Regions from separate parts of the Mus musculus genome. Here all the other regions are linked to region 1. The links are chromatin contacts, called in public ChIA-PET, Hi-C and HiChIP or PLAC-seq maps. All regions are on one chromosome and are shown on one strand. The core of a region is the stretch at or near the end of the contact, and the rest is flanking DNA. Distances in the headings are between cores, read along the strand shown.

The links. A called contact is a pair of places that touch in the nucleus more often than the background predicts. ChIA-PET counts read pairs in DNA pulled down with a chosen protein or histone mark. HiChIP or PLAC-seq counts read pairs in DNA pulled down with a chosen protein or histone mark.
Region 2: a contact with region 1 is called in a Hi-C map of cortical neurons, with 2.4 times the contacts expected there. The contact joins the enhancer-like site here to the promoter of Gls in region 1. A contact is called at or near these places in 4 of 39 promoter capture datasets (the C10 cell line, the HPC-7 cell line, embryonic stem cells and 1 more), 1 of 484 Hi-C or Micro-C datasets (cortical neurons), 2 of 115 datasets of contacts at active chromatin or transcription factors (embryonic stem cells and heart atrium) and 1 of 9 other capture datasets (adipose tissue).
Region 3: a contact with region 1 is called in an RNA polymerase II ChIA-PET map of memory CD8 T cells, with 78 read pairs. The contact joins the enhancer-like site here to the promoter of Gls in region 1. A contact is called at or near these places in 1 of 484 Hi-C or Micro-C datasets (regulatory T cells), 5 of 115 datasets of contacts at active chromatin or transcription factors (CD8 T cells, bone marrow-derived macrophages, effector CD8 T cells and 2 more) and 2 of 9 other capture datasets (adipose tissue and pancreatic islet).
Region 4: a FOXA1 HiChIP or PLAC-seq map of pancreatic cancer cells shows a contact between it and region 1. The contact joins the enhancer-like site here to the promoter of Gls in region 1. A contact is called at or near these places in 4 of 39 promoter capture datasets (the C10 cell line, the HPC-7 cell line, embryonic stem cells and 1 more), 2 of 484 Hi-C or Micro-C datasets (both in the G1E-ER4 cell line), 2 of 115 datasets of contacts at active chromatin or transcription factors (pancreatic cancer cells and trophoblast stem cells) and 1 of 9 other capture datasets (adipose tissue).
Region 5: a Hi-C map of regulatory T cells shows a contact between it and region 1, with 3 times the contacts expected there. The contact joins the enhancer-like site here to the promoter of Gls in region 1. A contact is called at or near these places in 9 of 484 Hi-C or Micro-C datasets (CD4 T cells, CD8 T cells, LSK cells and 5 more) and 2 of 115 datasets of contacts at active chromatin or transcription factors (CD8 T cells and effector CD8 T cells).

What each region holds. Positions count from the first base shown.
Region 1 is chr1:52,231,878-52,234,577 of GRCm38.p6, forward strand. It overlaps Gls (glutaminase), which reads right to left and starts at 1,355. Exons shown (of 18, transcript NM_001081081.2): 1 at 715-1,355. The coding sequence starts at 1,115.
Region 2 is chr1:52,434,492-52,437,339 of GRCm38.p6, forward strand. No RefSeq gene overlaps it. Among named protein-coding and RNA genes, the nearest start is that of Gm23460, 8.6 kb to the right of the region's middle. Within about 2 kb of position 1,585, at least 15 of the 459 cell types and tissues checked have an H3K27ac peak or open chromatin away from gene starts, as enhancers often do. A contact at or near this core is called in cortical neurons, where this site is marked.
Region 3 is chr1:52,365,199-52,367,904 of GRCm38.p6, forward strand. It overlaps Gm31955 (a long non-coding RNA gene), which reads left to right. Exons shown (of 3, transcript XR_373401.2): 3 at 2,089-2,469. Among named protein-coding and RNA genes, the nearest start is that of Gm31955, 61 kb to the left of the region's middle. Within about 2 kb of position 1,428, at least 30 of the 459 cell types and tissues checked have an H3K27ac peak or open chromatin away from gene starts, as enhancers often do. A contact at or near this core is called in CD8 T cells, adipose tissue, bone marrow-derived macrophages and 2 more, where this site is marked.
Region 4 is chr1:52,453,460-52,456,159 of GRCm38.p6, forward strand. Nab1 (Ngfi-A binding protein 1) reads right to left here. Exons shown (of 8, transcript NM_008667.3): 8 at 2,390-2,700. Among named protein-coding and RNA genes, the nearest start is that of Gm23460, 10 kb to the left of the region's middle. Within about 2 kb of position 1,427, at least 44 of the 459 cell types and tissues checked have an H3K27ac peak or open chromatin away from gene starts, as enhancers often do. A contact at or near this core is called in the G1E-ER4 cell line and pancreatic cancer cells, where this site is marked.
Region 5 is chr1:52,021,047-52,023,746 of GRCm38.p6, forward strand. All of the region lies in intron 3 of Stat4 (signal transducer and activator of transcription 4), which reads left to right. Among named protein-coding and RNA genes, the nearest start is that of Stat4, 14 kb to the left of the region's middle. Within about 2 kb of position 1,430, at least 82 of the 459 cell types and tissues checked have an H3K27ac peak or open chromatin away from gene starts, as enhancers often do. A contact at or near this core is called in CD8 T cells, effector CD8 T cells, neutrophils and 1 more, where this site is marked.

The sequences.
Region 1 (2,700 bases), core at 105-2,604:
TTGTGTATTTTATGTCACCTTATTTTTGTGCTTTTAAAACAATTTTATCCTTTAAAAATCTGTCCACCGCACAGAAGACATCAGACAAGCCATCACTGGTCCCGATAGGAACAGGTGGTCCATGCTGCGTTCCTCGTCCTCTAGGCCACATGTCCCTATTCCGCCTAATCTCATTTCTGAAGCATTATTTCCGGTGGCCCAGATGGCTCTACGCACGCCAAAACGATCCACCTCAGGAGGATTAAGAACCCAAGGCCACATCTGGCATCCAGTGGGATGGTGGTGGAGGCTTACAGAATGGGGGAACTGCGGCCTGGCAAAAAGGTGAATCGGGAAGGTAGAAGCTCCGCTCTACGCCCGACTCCTCAATGTCACTCGGGAGAGATGGAGGTTCGCGTGGCATCACCCTCGCAGAGCCGGGGCGCTGAGCACGCGGCGCGGCCGGACAGCAGCCTCTGCCCGGCAGGGGCTTCAGCAGGCAAGACCCTCCCGGCGCTCACCCGTCACCCCGGGGCGACTCGCGCCGGCCACGGAGGGGAAGTGGGAGCAGGCGAGGGGCGCGGGCGGGGCCGGGCCTAATCACATGGCACAGCCGTCGCAGGCCGCCTGGCATCGCTTTCTTTCTCTTCCGCGAACCTCCGTTGCTAAGCCGCACCGCCACCGCCCACCGCCCAGGGCCCGACCCCTCCCCTCAGCCTCACCCACGCAACTCACTTGTCGCCCGCGGCCACCATCTCCTTGCCCTCGCTGTTGCCGAACGCGTCGGTCTCCCCCGGGCTGTCCTTGGGGCCCGGGGCTGCGGGTGGCGACGCCCCTGGCTGCTGCTGCTGCTGCTGCTGCTGCTGTGGCGGCGTACCCCCCTTCCCCAGCTCCTGTAGGATCTCCGAGGGCGAACTGGACAGGCCGCCCGCGCCGGGGCCCTTCGCGCGGCCGCCCCCGCCCCACCACGGGTGGAGTCGCGCAGCGGCCACCAGGCCAGCGGTCGGCCGGCTCCCGCCCCGGGGGCGCCGGCACAGCGTGCCGAGGGGCTGCGCGCGCCGCAGGACGGCTCCGACGGCGGCGGGCGGCCTTAAGAGCAGCTCCCGTAGCATCGCCGAGCCTCGCAGCCGCATCATACCGCCGGCGCCCGCTCGTCAGATGAGGATGCTTGGGGCGTGGGCGGCCGCTCTGCTCCCGGAACCGTGTCCCGCACGGCGGGGAGAGGACTGGAAAGAGAAAAAGTCCGGGACGGGGTGTGGCCCCAGCTCCGCCGCTCCCGCCGCCAACGCCGCCGCCCTCGCCGCCGCCGCCGCCCAGCCTGCAGCCAGCCGAAGTTGCTCTGGCCGCCGCGAGCTCCGCACTGAGACTGACGCTCAAGGGAGGGCTGGAGACATACCAGGCTCACCAACCGGGGGCGGGAGGACGCTGACGGCCTGCCCCCTGCAAGCTCTTCCATTGGCTCAGCCTGCCGACCTCTCTTCTGATTGGCTAGAGAATCGGTCAAATTTGTCTCCGCGCCCGTACGCAGTCCCGCTGGGTCCTGGAGGGCGGGGAGAAGGACGACTGACGTGTGTCAGCCCCGCCGACCGCTCTTCCCCCTTGCCTCGGGCCACCTGAGGCCAAGCTGGGCGAGGACCCGTAGCTCCGGAGTCTGGCCATTCACCAGGCAGGTGCGCTCCAGGGAAGCACGTCCTCCAGCTATTGAGGAAGCTGGAGTGCGCCTGTTCAGGCCGCCCAAGGCTGGAGGGAGGCTGGCGGTGGCAGATCGTCTGGTCCAAACCTACTGCTCGCCCCCTCGGTTAGGGGAATGTGTCCGCCCCTCTGAAGGCATCGGTTCTGCCAAGGCCGCCCTGACTAGCTTCATCCCTCTCCCAAATGTGCTTAAAACTTTCCATGGTTGGCTACTGCCCAGAAGCGAAATGTTTTGGAAAAAATGAGCAAAATCCTTTCAGCTATGCAACTTAAGACATTTAGAACGTTTGAGCGTAGGAACAACGAAGAATAGAGAAAAAGCCAGAGTAAGGGTGGATCTCTTCTATCTTCTACAAGATTTCTCCAAATCTTTTGAACGGCGATTATTTCATTAGTACCAGTTGACTTGAAAGCAAAATACTGCAGATCCTTTTTCTATTTTAAAAGCCATTTTAAAATAGAAGCATCTGAATACCATGTCTCAAAACTGTTTCAGCACAGCATCACCTCATCCATGTATCCTTTTAGATGTGTGTGCATCATATGTTTCCTGAGTCTGCACACATATACCACTCAGGACTAAAACCGCTTTTTAAACCATTTCCTGAAACAGATAGGCTTAAATGCATAGATTCACCAAAGTTAGCAGGATATGTAATTCACCAGATTTAGTAATCCAATCAATCTGTACATGTTGAACGAGATTAGTAACCAAAGAATCTGACTGTGCCTACAGGCTTGTCATGCTCAAGTTTTTGTTTTGTTTTCAACCTGCTCTTTAGATAAAAATAAAAAGTGTGAAGGAAATGACCTTGTGGGGGGAAAAAAAGCCAGAATTTTATATTACTTGGGTGGCTTTTATTATTGCTTAAGGTTAGTTTGTCAAAAATATTAATATTAGTGAATCAAAGTTATATATTTAGGAAAAACAATACATTCTAGGGGAGAGATAGCAAATGTTACCCTTAATAATATCTAACTTTGTCTTTCTAACTTATGGGTTGCTTTCAAACCTTAGTGTTGTTCAGT
Region 2 (2,848 bases), core at 335-2,834, 200 kb after region 1:
GGTGATTTCTGAGCTGGTTTCCATCCTTAAGATGGTTCTAAAAATGTGCTTTCTGTAAAAATATCTCCTTGAGCTGAGCATAGCGACAGAGGCCTGTAATTCAACTACTAGGCGGAAAGGAACTCAGCTGGAGGGCAGCAGAGGCTACAGAGTGGATTCGGGGGCAGCTTGGGCAAATTGGTGAGGACAGGAAACAAAATAAAAAGTAAAAAGAGGGCTGGGGACAGTTCATCTATGAATGAAAATGACATGTCTGCCATAGGGTGCTACACAGCTTACATTATCAAACTGGAAACACAAGTGCTTGCACATGTGGCAGGCTAGAATTTAGAGAGTCTCATAAACAATTCTTATCATTTCATTGATTTTATAAACTAAACACAAAGTTGGCCTAAGATAAACCTTCCAAAGCCATTAATGAACTGCTGTCTCTGTGAGCTGTAGATTTTTTTGTCTTTCTAATTTTGATGTTGCTTCTTGATTATAATAGTTATCATCAAAAGAAATTGGTGCTGTATAAACATGTCTCCTAATTAGCCAATTGTCTTCAGAGAGGTTCATGCTAAGAGTGTTCTGAGGAAGAAATTTCTGTACTTGACACTTGTGGGTGGTGATGTAGCCCATCTCACACCAGAGGTTCTTCGTGGGTCATCTACCTTAGCCCTTCAGAACCTCTGACCATGACTGATTAGCACCATGCTGGCTCTAGATTTTGGCCCTCAGTCTGCCATTGAACCTCCACATCCATCTGGATACTGGATTTAGCACCTGAGAGTCTTAAAGGCAAAGTTTTCGTGTCTGGGCCTGGAGCATCAACCATGGATGAGAAGAGATGCACAGCTCCTGAGCACTAACCACACTGTATGGGAGTCTGCAATTTTGCCCATTTCTGGCTTCCTTGGGGATGTATAGATAGTGTATGATTTGGATGTATGGTATCTTCCATGTGGTAAGGGCTTCCTCTCCAGCTAGTGGCTATTCAGAGATAAATGGACCATGAGGAACCAACCTCATCAGTGCAGTACTCCACTAATGAGTGATAGTTTGAGGGCATCTTGAGGAAGTGGTGAAAACTTAGGAGACAGGACTAGTTAAAGGACGCCAGATGCTGCTGGGGGTGAGGCATGCTCTGCAAAGGTCTATTTTGTTACCTTCATCTCCAGTTTCTCTCCATTTCTCGTCTGCCAGAAGGTGGTGTGACTTGACTCCATCAAATACTTCCTGACAGGGTTTCTTTCTCAAAATGCTCAGCCCAGAAGCTGCAAAGCTACAGAAACATGAACTAAAACTTCTAAAACGGTGTGCCCCTATGGTGCCTCCTCCCTAAGTGCTTTCTTCAGGTGTGCTGTGACCAGGGTGGAGAGTGACTAACTCAGGCACCACGTAGGTGAGATCAGCGACACCCACAGGCTTCTTAAGTCTAATCCATGGGTGAGCAGATAAAGACAGATCCTTCTCCCTCTGGGAGATTTGATCCAATCTGGTTTAGGAGAAAGGATTTGCAGGAAATAGGATTCCTTCCCATCTGGTGGTTCTACGTCTTATTCTTATCAGTGCTTGCAACTATAGAACAAAGTTATTTTGGGGAGGATTTGTAGTGTACAGCGTGATTCCTTCAGGGTGAGCAAGCAGGGATATTTATAGCTGCCTCGTTTTGTTGCTTTAATTTATGTATCTGAAAGAGTCTGCTCTAATTGTGGGTGATTATCAGGAGGGAACTATGTTCTCGTGTGCCTCAGGGGATTGTTTGTGGGCTTATAGTTTTAAATAGCTCACTTATTCCCCAGTGGGTAGAAAAATCAATTTTATGGATCTTCAAACATAGATGAGCACCACCGTGAATAATAAAGCTAAATATTAAAGTGTTATTAGTGCATTCTACATCTGCTTTATAGGTTTCTCTTTTAGTCTAGAATCACTATATTATATTAAGTACTTTCAAGAGTATTGCTTGCATAATGTAATACAAAGGGGAATTTCAACACACGGTATGGGTTACTAGACTAATTGAGAGTGGTTGTGCCGTGATGGCGGAGACACAGTCCCAAGCAATGAAGACCCTTAAGGCCTGAGGAATGGCAGGACTGTTTACACTATCTGCAAATGGCCTTTTGGAAACATTATGTGCCCAAGAAAAGCTTACGAACTATTTCAAAGCATTTGGTACATGTACCCCCTCCAATCCAGTCCTCATGATAGAGTTGTTTTGTTTTTTTTTGTTTTTGTTTTGTTTTATCAAAAATTATTAAATGGAAAAAAATGAAGGTAATTCTTAAAAACTGAAATGCCATGGTGTTTGTTTTGTTTTGTTTTGTTTTGTTTGTTTTTTGCTAGTTTCAGATTATACTTAGAAACCCCTGTCTGTGTAGCACTGAGAGTTAGGGATTTGGGGGTAGCCACTAGATAGTCCCAGATGCCAGGGAAGCAAGAGGCTCCCAGGACACAACGGGGATGACTTTAACTGAAGTACCCAACAAAGGGGAGAGAGAACCTGTAGAGACCACCTCCATAAATAGGCACTGCCCCCAGTTGAGGGATGGGGTGACTCACCCGTCTCAAAAATATCAACTCAGAATTGCTTTTGTCTAAAGGAAATGCAGGGACAAAAACTGGAGCAGAGTCTGAAGAAAAGGCCATCCAGAGACTGCCCTACTTAGGGATCCATCCCATCTGCAGACACCAAACCCAGACACTATGGCTGATGCCAAGAAGCGCTTGCTAACAGGAGCCTGGTTTAGCTGTCCCCTGAGAGGCTTTGCCAGGTGAGGGCTACTAATAGAGATTCGAATGCTTGTAGCTGACCATCAAACTGAGCACAAGGACCCCAGTGGAGGAGTTAGGGGAAGGA
Region 3 (2,706 bases), core at 178-2,677, 130 kb after region 1:
TACTTACCCCATCCCACCCTCTCCCATCCCACCACTCCAGCATCCCCCTACACTGGGACATCAAACCTCCACAGGACCAAGGGCCTTTCCTCCCATTGACGTCAGACAAGGCCATCCTCTGCTACCTATGTATCTGGAGCCATGGACCCCTCCCTGTACACTCCTTGGTGGTTGGTCTAGTCCCTGGGAGCACCGGGTGGTCCGGCCATCTGATGTTGTTCTTCCTATGGGGTTGCAGTCTCCTCTCTGGTCTTTCTGCCAGATCCCTCACTAAGGTCCCTGAGTGCAGTCTGATTTGAGATGTAAATGAATAGAATGATTAATAAAAATAAATAGATAGTTAGATAAATAAATAAATAAATAAATAAGCAAGCTTTGAGGAACACTTTGAAAAAAAATAAATAAAAGCCCATCTTTTACTGGAGGCAGACTGAGAAGAAGTCAAAGTTTCTGTTAACCCACCTCTTTCCCTCAGCGGTAGTCCTAAGTTCTCCCCTTTTTTGTTGTTAATATTTTTTATACTTAATAAAGGAAACTCCAGAAGTTAGAGAGGTTACATTATCCAAATAAGCCATGCTCTCAGACTTTTCACCAAAGGAGGGAGATGTTGTATGTAGCCAGGGTTCTTACAGGATATACAGTCCAGGATGCATATACTGCAGAATGGGCCCTGGCAGATTCAAAGCAAGAGCTCCAAAGCTTTGTTGCCTTTTTTCAACATGGCCTTAGACTCAGTTGGGCTCTTGAGTAGGAAAGAAATCTATGAAAGAGTCTATTTCTTACTCATAGAAGTCTGTGTAGCTCAATGCCTTTTAAAAAGAGATACGAACAAATTCAAGTTCTCTAGAAAGAGTCCCAGAAAAGGGACAGTGGAAGGGGTGGCTCCCTTGTCCATTACCCCGAGCCCCTGGTGACTCTTCAAGATAAAATTAGGTGGAAGCATGTGAGTCTTCCAAGGCCAGCACACCTACTTCCTTTAATAGGAGCTGCAATCAGTCCAGTCAGTCTATGACATTAAACAGAAGTCTGACCAATCTAAATTGGAGCTGTTGTGTATCAGAAATACCTATCCAAATGGACATAGCTGTTTGCTATTCGCTGGGGAGTAAAGAAAGCTGTTCTAAACAGTGGACAACATAGTGGTGCTGAATTCAAGTGTACGCTTAATGCTTGAGGTACACATTTGCTCAGCACGAAACACATTTCTACTTTTAATCACTCTTAGGTTCCCTGTGCAGATTGAAACTGAAAGAAAGATCTATAGGAAACAAGATTTTCACAAGAAGTGTATAAATGTTTTGTGCAGTCAAAATAGAGATAGGCTGAGGTTATCAAAACAGCGATATTTCGAAACAGCAAGAGCAGTGAGTCAGGCTCATACTACCAAATATAGCAGCACTACTTCTGACAGGCTCAGAGCAAGGTCAGCCCCAGGCAGAGCAAAGCAGTTTTACCAAAACGGCATCATCAGGAATGAGAGGGGTGCTTAGCCCTCCGCCCAGAGCGTCACAATGCTTTTAAAGCATGTTTATAAATATTTGCCTCTGAGCCGTTTTAGGGGAGCTTTTCATCTGGCTTCCAATGAGTCATCCCTAATCTGGTTCTCACCCCAAAACTCCTGCTTGGCTTTCAGTGAACACTGGGCCCAATGAGTCCATATTTGCATTTATGATGGGCTCAAATGAAGACAGAAAAGGTGCTGGAGAAGGGGGGATGTGTAAACATCAGCCCATCTTCCTTTCTCTGAGAGCTTGACAGCAATGGTGCAGCTATATCCTAACTGCTATTTAAGATAGTGTTTTAGATTGCTTTGGTAACTTGATAATTGTACCTGGTGTTGTATTTTTAAATAATTATTCTGTGCATTTTCTAGCTAAAGGCACCCCAGAATTCAAAACACTAATATGAAATTTTACTCTTACCATTATATTTAAGTTATTAGATTAAAAAAAAAAACCATTGATTGAAGGATACTTGTAGAATAAATTAGCTTTTCTTTGTTCTATATTGAGACTGAAGAAAATGAGGGTTATTCACTACGATTGTGTTTGGTCATTTCTATACCAGAGCTTTTCTGTCTGTGACTAGGTATGAACAGCAATGAAATATGTGAGTGAATCTCTGTCTTTCCATTCCTCAAAAGCAAGATTTGGGAGCTGAGCAGGTTCCTGTGTATGTTGAGATGAAGTTAATATAGAAAGGAAAGACTCTGAAGAAAAGTGAGATTATAGTGTTCTTCCTAAGGAAATGAGCAGCCCACAAAGCATAAGGTAGGTGGACTGGAAGATTGATTTTTCTGTAGATTTGAGTAACAGTTACCACCACAAAGTCCATATGTTAAATTGAACTTTATGGCTCCAGTCATGTTTTGTTTAATATTGCATCTTAAACATTAGGAAATAATGTCTGTTCTCCTTACTTCCATATCATTTTTTCTTGATATATACCGATTCACATATATTTAATTCCCCCCCCCAATTTTTAATATCACTTTCTTCTTAACTCTAAGAAAAACAAGTCTATTTGTACATAGATAAATTGTTGAGGTAACATTTTCACAGGCTCACATAAGAGCAAACATGAGAGCACATGCATGCACATTGTATGAAGGTATGTCTCTGTATTTTCTTTTTTTTTTTTCTTAAAGATTTATTTATGTATATGAGTATGCTATACCTGTCTTCAGACACACCAGAAGAGGGCATT
Region 4 (2,700 bases), core at 177-2,676, 220 kb after region 1:
CAGCAACCCACTTAAACCCTGTGGATGTCCTCGGAACACTCAAGAATCCAGCTTGTTTTATTTTAGGATATTTCTGATCTTCTCAAAGCCTCATTTCCTTAAGATGCTTCTAATTGTTTCCCAAGGGGTTGGATTCAGTCAGCACCCTCCTTGCCACCAGTTTCATCTCTAATCTTTAGAGATTTTCTACTTCATCTGTAACAGTATCTGCCTGTGTCTGTTTCACACCCCACCTTGGTGGTTCCAACATGCTAGTCACAAGCAGTTGGATCGTTTTACTTCTGGCTTCAACCTTGGATTCAACCTTCCCTGTGTTGATTTCCTTCAGAGAATCTCTGCCGGAATCTTGACACTTAGCTAACTGGCTCACACAGCTATCAATGTGATCATTTTTATGCATGTCTGGTGGTTTTGTCATATGTGAATATTTAAGTCTAATCTATAAGTAGTGTTTACTGTGCCATATTTATGTATCATGCTTGTCCTTAGATTTAAGGAATATTAGCATCAGAAGCATGGACTAGTCCAGGTGTATAGAAACCATTACTAACACCTTAGGGATGTGTCTTCTCATCTGCATAGCTGAGATGATAAATACTTACAGATTATGCCAATTAAATGTGAAGCTGTTGGCCCTGTGCCAGGAAACAGTAGATTTGTGACATCCCACTGTTGTAGTTCCCAGAAGTTTAAGAAGACTAATCTGTTCTAGGTCATGTGCCTCATGAGACAGAACTAGTCTTGTCTTTTAGTATGAAACCAAAGGAAAAAAATGAACTTTTCCCATGTAAACCAACCATCACTCATAAACTTAGTCTCGGCAAAAGAAACCCTTCATCCTTCCCATTTAAAACCTTGCAGTATCAAAGATGTTCTTTGAAAAATGAGGTGTTCCCCATTCATTTCACCCTTCATATTAATTCTAACTGGAAATTGCCATTAACTACCCTAAGAACTTTAGTTTAAGTATCTGTGATAGCCCAATCTCATCAAACACTCTGCCTTGTGCCTTATCAATAAAGCCGAAGAACCCGTGTTAGCTGATGCATGTAAAATGGATTCATACAATGAACACAGACACACTTTGATAACAGAAGACTGTCTGAAAGGGCAAGGATAGCCTTGTCAGCATCAATTGTGGGTGGGAACTCACTTTGTCTGAGTCAGGACCTGAGAGTAGGAGTATGCATGTCAGAGGGAGATAAAACTCAAATGGTGAAATTCAGCAGAGCCTGTGTGTGAGAACATCTTTATAAAGAAATCTTTTTGTCTGGGAAGGACGAGCGCAGGTTTGGTGCTAGACCACAGGTGACAGTTGATGATAGCATTTACCCTCAGAAAATTACCAAGCTTATGCTGAGTCAGTTACTGGCAGGACTCCACCTACACACACACTGCCTAAGCAGCTGCCTCTGTACTTAAGCCCAAGTGACCTGCCAAGAGAAGTGTCTGCAGCAGTTAGAAGAGAAGGGCATTCCTTGCTTGGATTATGTGTGGGTGCTAAATACGGCACTTGAAACCTACATCTATGAGGTGTAAATTTTTAATACAAAGATGACTCACAAGGTTTCACAATGTGTAAATATGAAGTACAGTCTAATTTATAATGTCATGGGTTCTTACCACAGCAACGCTGCTTATGGGGTTGATTAGCAAATTGTTTGGACTACCAGGAAACTTGGAATTTGACACTCCTTGGTTAACAGAGGAGACTCATGGGACTTTTTTTTTTTTTTTTAGCTTTTGTTGCTGCATTTCTATCTTGTACCAATGTTACCTGTATAACCTACATTTTGAAGCATCAGATTTTGATGGCAGCATCCAACATGACATTTCTTTGGAGTTGTAAAAAATCAAGTTGATACTTTGGAGAAGGCACAATGAAAAACTTAAATAGAGAGCAATTATAAAGATTTAAAAAAAATAGGGGCTGAGAACATAGCTTGGTGGCAGTGTTGATCTTGAATGCATGAGGTGCTGGGTTCAACTGTAGAATCATAAAAAGTGGATTAAAATTCTGGAACATAAAGTAGAATTTATGTTTTTCCCAGTTTCTAACAGTGCACATCTTTGTCTTGTGATGCTGTGTAGAATTTAAAACACTCTACTGAGAGTTTAGCAAAGGTAAGCAAACTGAAGAATGGTAAGTGGCAGTCAAGCACAGCCAGAATCCACTTTCCCACTGAGGTGTCTTAATTTGCCTGTGGCAATCAGGATGCACGGTGTACAGAAATTAAATAATCAGTGCTCACAAACCTAGTATCTTGTTTCAATTCTGAGCCAGCTCCACCAAGCTACCCTCTGCCCCACATGTATGCCACAGCATGTGTTAAACATGTCATGCACACACAATGAACACATTTTCAAAACAGGTAGATAACCCATGTTATACACTTGAATATGTACCATTTTTATTTACCAATTAATGTCTTTTCCTTTTGCAACTGAGTCTTCCTGTGTAGGCCAAACTCAAACTACAGTTGCCCCACCTCAACCTTCAAGGACTAATTAAAAGTGGGCATCATCACACTGGCCCAATTAACTACTTTAAAAATAGAAAATCAATGAAATATTTTAAAAATAAAAAGAGAAAGCTAATGGTAAGTAGCATGTCATGTGAATGCTAAAAAATCGAGTTTAGTGCTTGGTGAGTTATTTTTAAATGCTTCTGTTCTAGACATCATATTAAATCACTACAAC
Region 5 (2,700 bases), core at 180-2,679, 210 kb before region 1:
AAATAAAATAAAAGAAGTTACATAGGTAGCTGTACTTGTTAGGATCGGATGTCTTTCATGGAGTTTACAGAGTTAATATTTAACTAAGAAAACTCTCCCAAAATGTGGGTAGAGCTATTCCTTGGTCTGGGATCCCAGACTGAACAGAAAGACCAAATCAAAGCTGAGTGCTCACATTGGTTTCTCTCTGCTTCTCAATGTTGCATCTGATGTGACCAGGTGCTTCATGCTCTTGCTGTCACGATTTCCCCACTGTGATGGACTGTATGCTCCAAATGTAAGCCACAATAAATCCTTCCTTAAGTTGTTTTCCTCAGATATTTTGCTCTGCACCAACAAGAAAAGTAGCCAACAGTATGTTGGTACTTAAAGAATGAGGCCTCTATAAATGCTCTTAATGTCACGAAACTGCCTGTTTCTTGTCATCTAACCTGGATATCTGCCTTAGTGGATAGACATGGGAGGCAAACTATGCATTGTTTGTGAAACAATCTGCCTGCCTTTTGTAACTTGCTCTCTACTGTCAGGATGGACCTTGGAATTCTGTGTCCCACTGGCTTTCTGTAGCTCAGCACGTTGTCACTCTCCTTGCTGTTTGCTTTAGGTTCTTGCATTCCTTGTCTGGAGATATAGGTGATGAGAGAGATTTCCATGGCAACAACGTGACTTTAGCATATCAGGCATAGATGGGGGTTTTTTTTGGGGGAAGACCTATTTGGTCATTATTATAAGTCAGCAAGAAAAAAATGGGGACGCGTCACTCGGGATGTAGACTGTGTGCTGGAATTGTGAGGTAATTTGGTAAAAGGACTGACATTTAATGGATGAATAGATGCAAAATGTGAGAGAATTAAAAATGAGACAATTGTATCACTTAATTTGGGTTATTTCACATATAATAATACATCTTAATTAGTTTGGGGAAGGGAGGAGAGATAATATGAGTTTGATACGAAAACTAGCATAAAGGACTTGGAACTACATTGTCTACGTTGTCTATATATACTTAATGCCACAAGACCAAGCTGCCAGCATACACTGTTCTTCATATTACCAGCTCTTAGCACACAGCTTAGTGTGTAGTAAGAGGCTCTGTGTCTTGTGTAATAATGAGAAATAGAGCTGACATTGAAATATGATCATTGCCTTATTCCAATAAATATCCTTTGACTAGCAGAGCAAATGTCACATCAGTGTAAATACAGTTCAGAGTCCACAAAAGCAATTCAGATTGTACACTTTGACTTCCTGATGTCATCAGTTTCTGAGGATGGGGGAACTAGTTTTACAAAGTATTGTTTACGACAAATGGTGTGAGAGAGAAGGTTTGATGTGGTAGCCAAAAGCAGAAGTTGGGGAAACCTTTCAGAGGAAGAAGGCTAAGAGAAAAAACCAATAACTGAAGACAACAAAATACTGAAGTGTAAGGCAGCCACACACTAACACCCTAGAACTTCACAGGAGAGGCACTAGTGGTCTTTTGGAACCAATGCCCACTCTCCAGGAGCTGAGTCAAGAGCAGTGACTCTTCATAATAAAGGACCACAGGCTTTGAAGTTCTTCACTTGCCAGAACAATAAAGCAACCAACAGATGGAGAATCACTTCGAAACTGGACATGAGACATTTACCTTCTTCCCTTCTCCACTTTGCTATCATGAAACTGGTGTATACTCAGCCAAAAGAAATGTTAATGCAATGCTCTTAGGGCCGAGTACATCACTTAAAAAGCTTTTTACTAGTGTATGATATGCATATAGTAGAGTCCTCGGATCCTGCTGCACAGCTCAGTGTGAGCACCAGGAATGTTTCCCTTTGTCACCTCCGCTATAAATTACACTATTTTCTCCACATAGTGCATGGAGGAACTTATTAATGAAGGGAAGAATGTTTTACCTTTTATAATTTTTCTTCATGTTTTGTATGTCCTATATTTTAGAGGCTATTACTTTCTCATATCTATAATGCCTTTATTTTTATAATATTTTTATTAAGAATTTAAAAATGCATATAATTTTTTTGGTCAGATCTACCCCTATAGCCCTTCCTTGAACCCTCCCTTATTCTCCCCCAACCCCAGCTTCTTTTAAAGCCCACAGATCCCACTTGGTGCTATTGTACATGAGTAGCTGTAGGGTCACCCAGTGACCATTGAAACCTCCCAGGGGTCACATCTCTGAATAAAACACTCTTCCTGCCTACAGTCATCAATTGTCAGTTGCCCCTATGCTTGGGGTGGGACTTTGTGAGCCAGTCCCCTGTACATACTGGGACTTGGGCTAGCTTGATCATGTGCAGGTCTTGTGTATGCAGACCCAGGCCCAGTGAGTTCATGTGCGCAAGGGTTCAGTCACCTTTAGCTGTAGATGTTTGTAACTCTTTTGAGCTCTACTGAGAATCTAAATGAACATACATCCTAATCCCAGAATTACTGATGAGTTAATAGCACATACTTGGTAAAGTATCTTACACAAAGACTTTGACAGGCATGTGAGTGTTATTGGTTTTAAGTCTTTTCTATCAGAAGTATCCAATTCACAGATGTTATTAAAAATTCTGAGTGAGAATCTAGAGCCATGGTGGGGCATTTTTGAGTTCCTTTATATCTCTTTTTACAATGCAGTTTAATATATACCAACTGAGTCTTGAACAACCAGTTTTTAATTTTTTAAAAGATGTATCTGTTTTTATTTTATCTGTA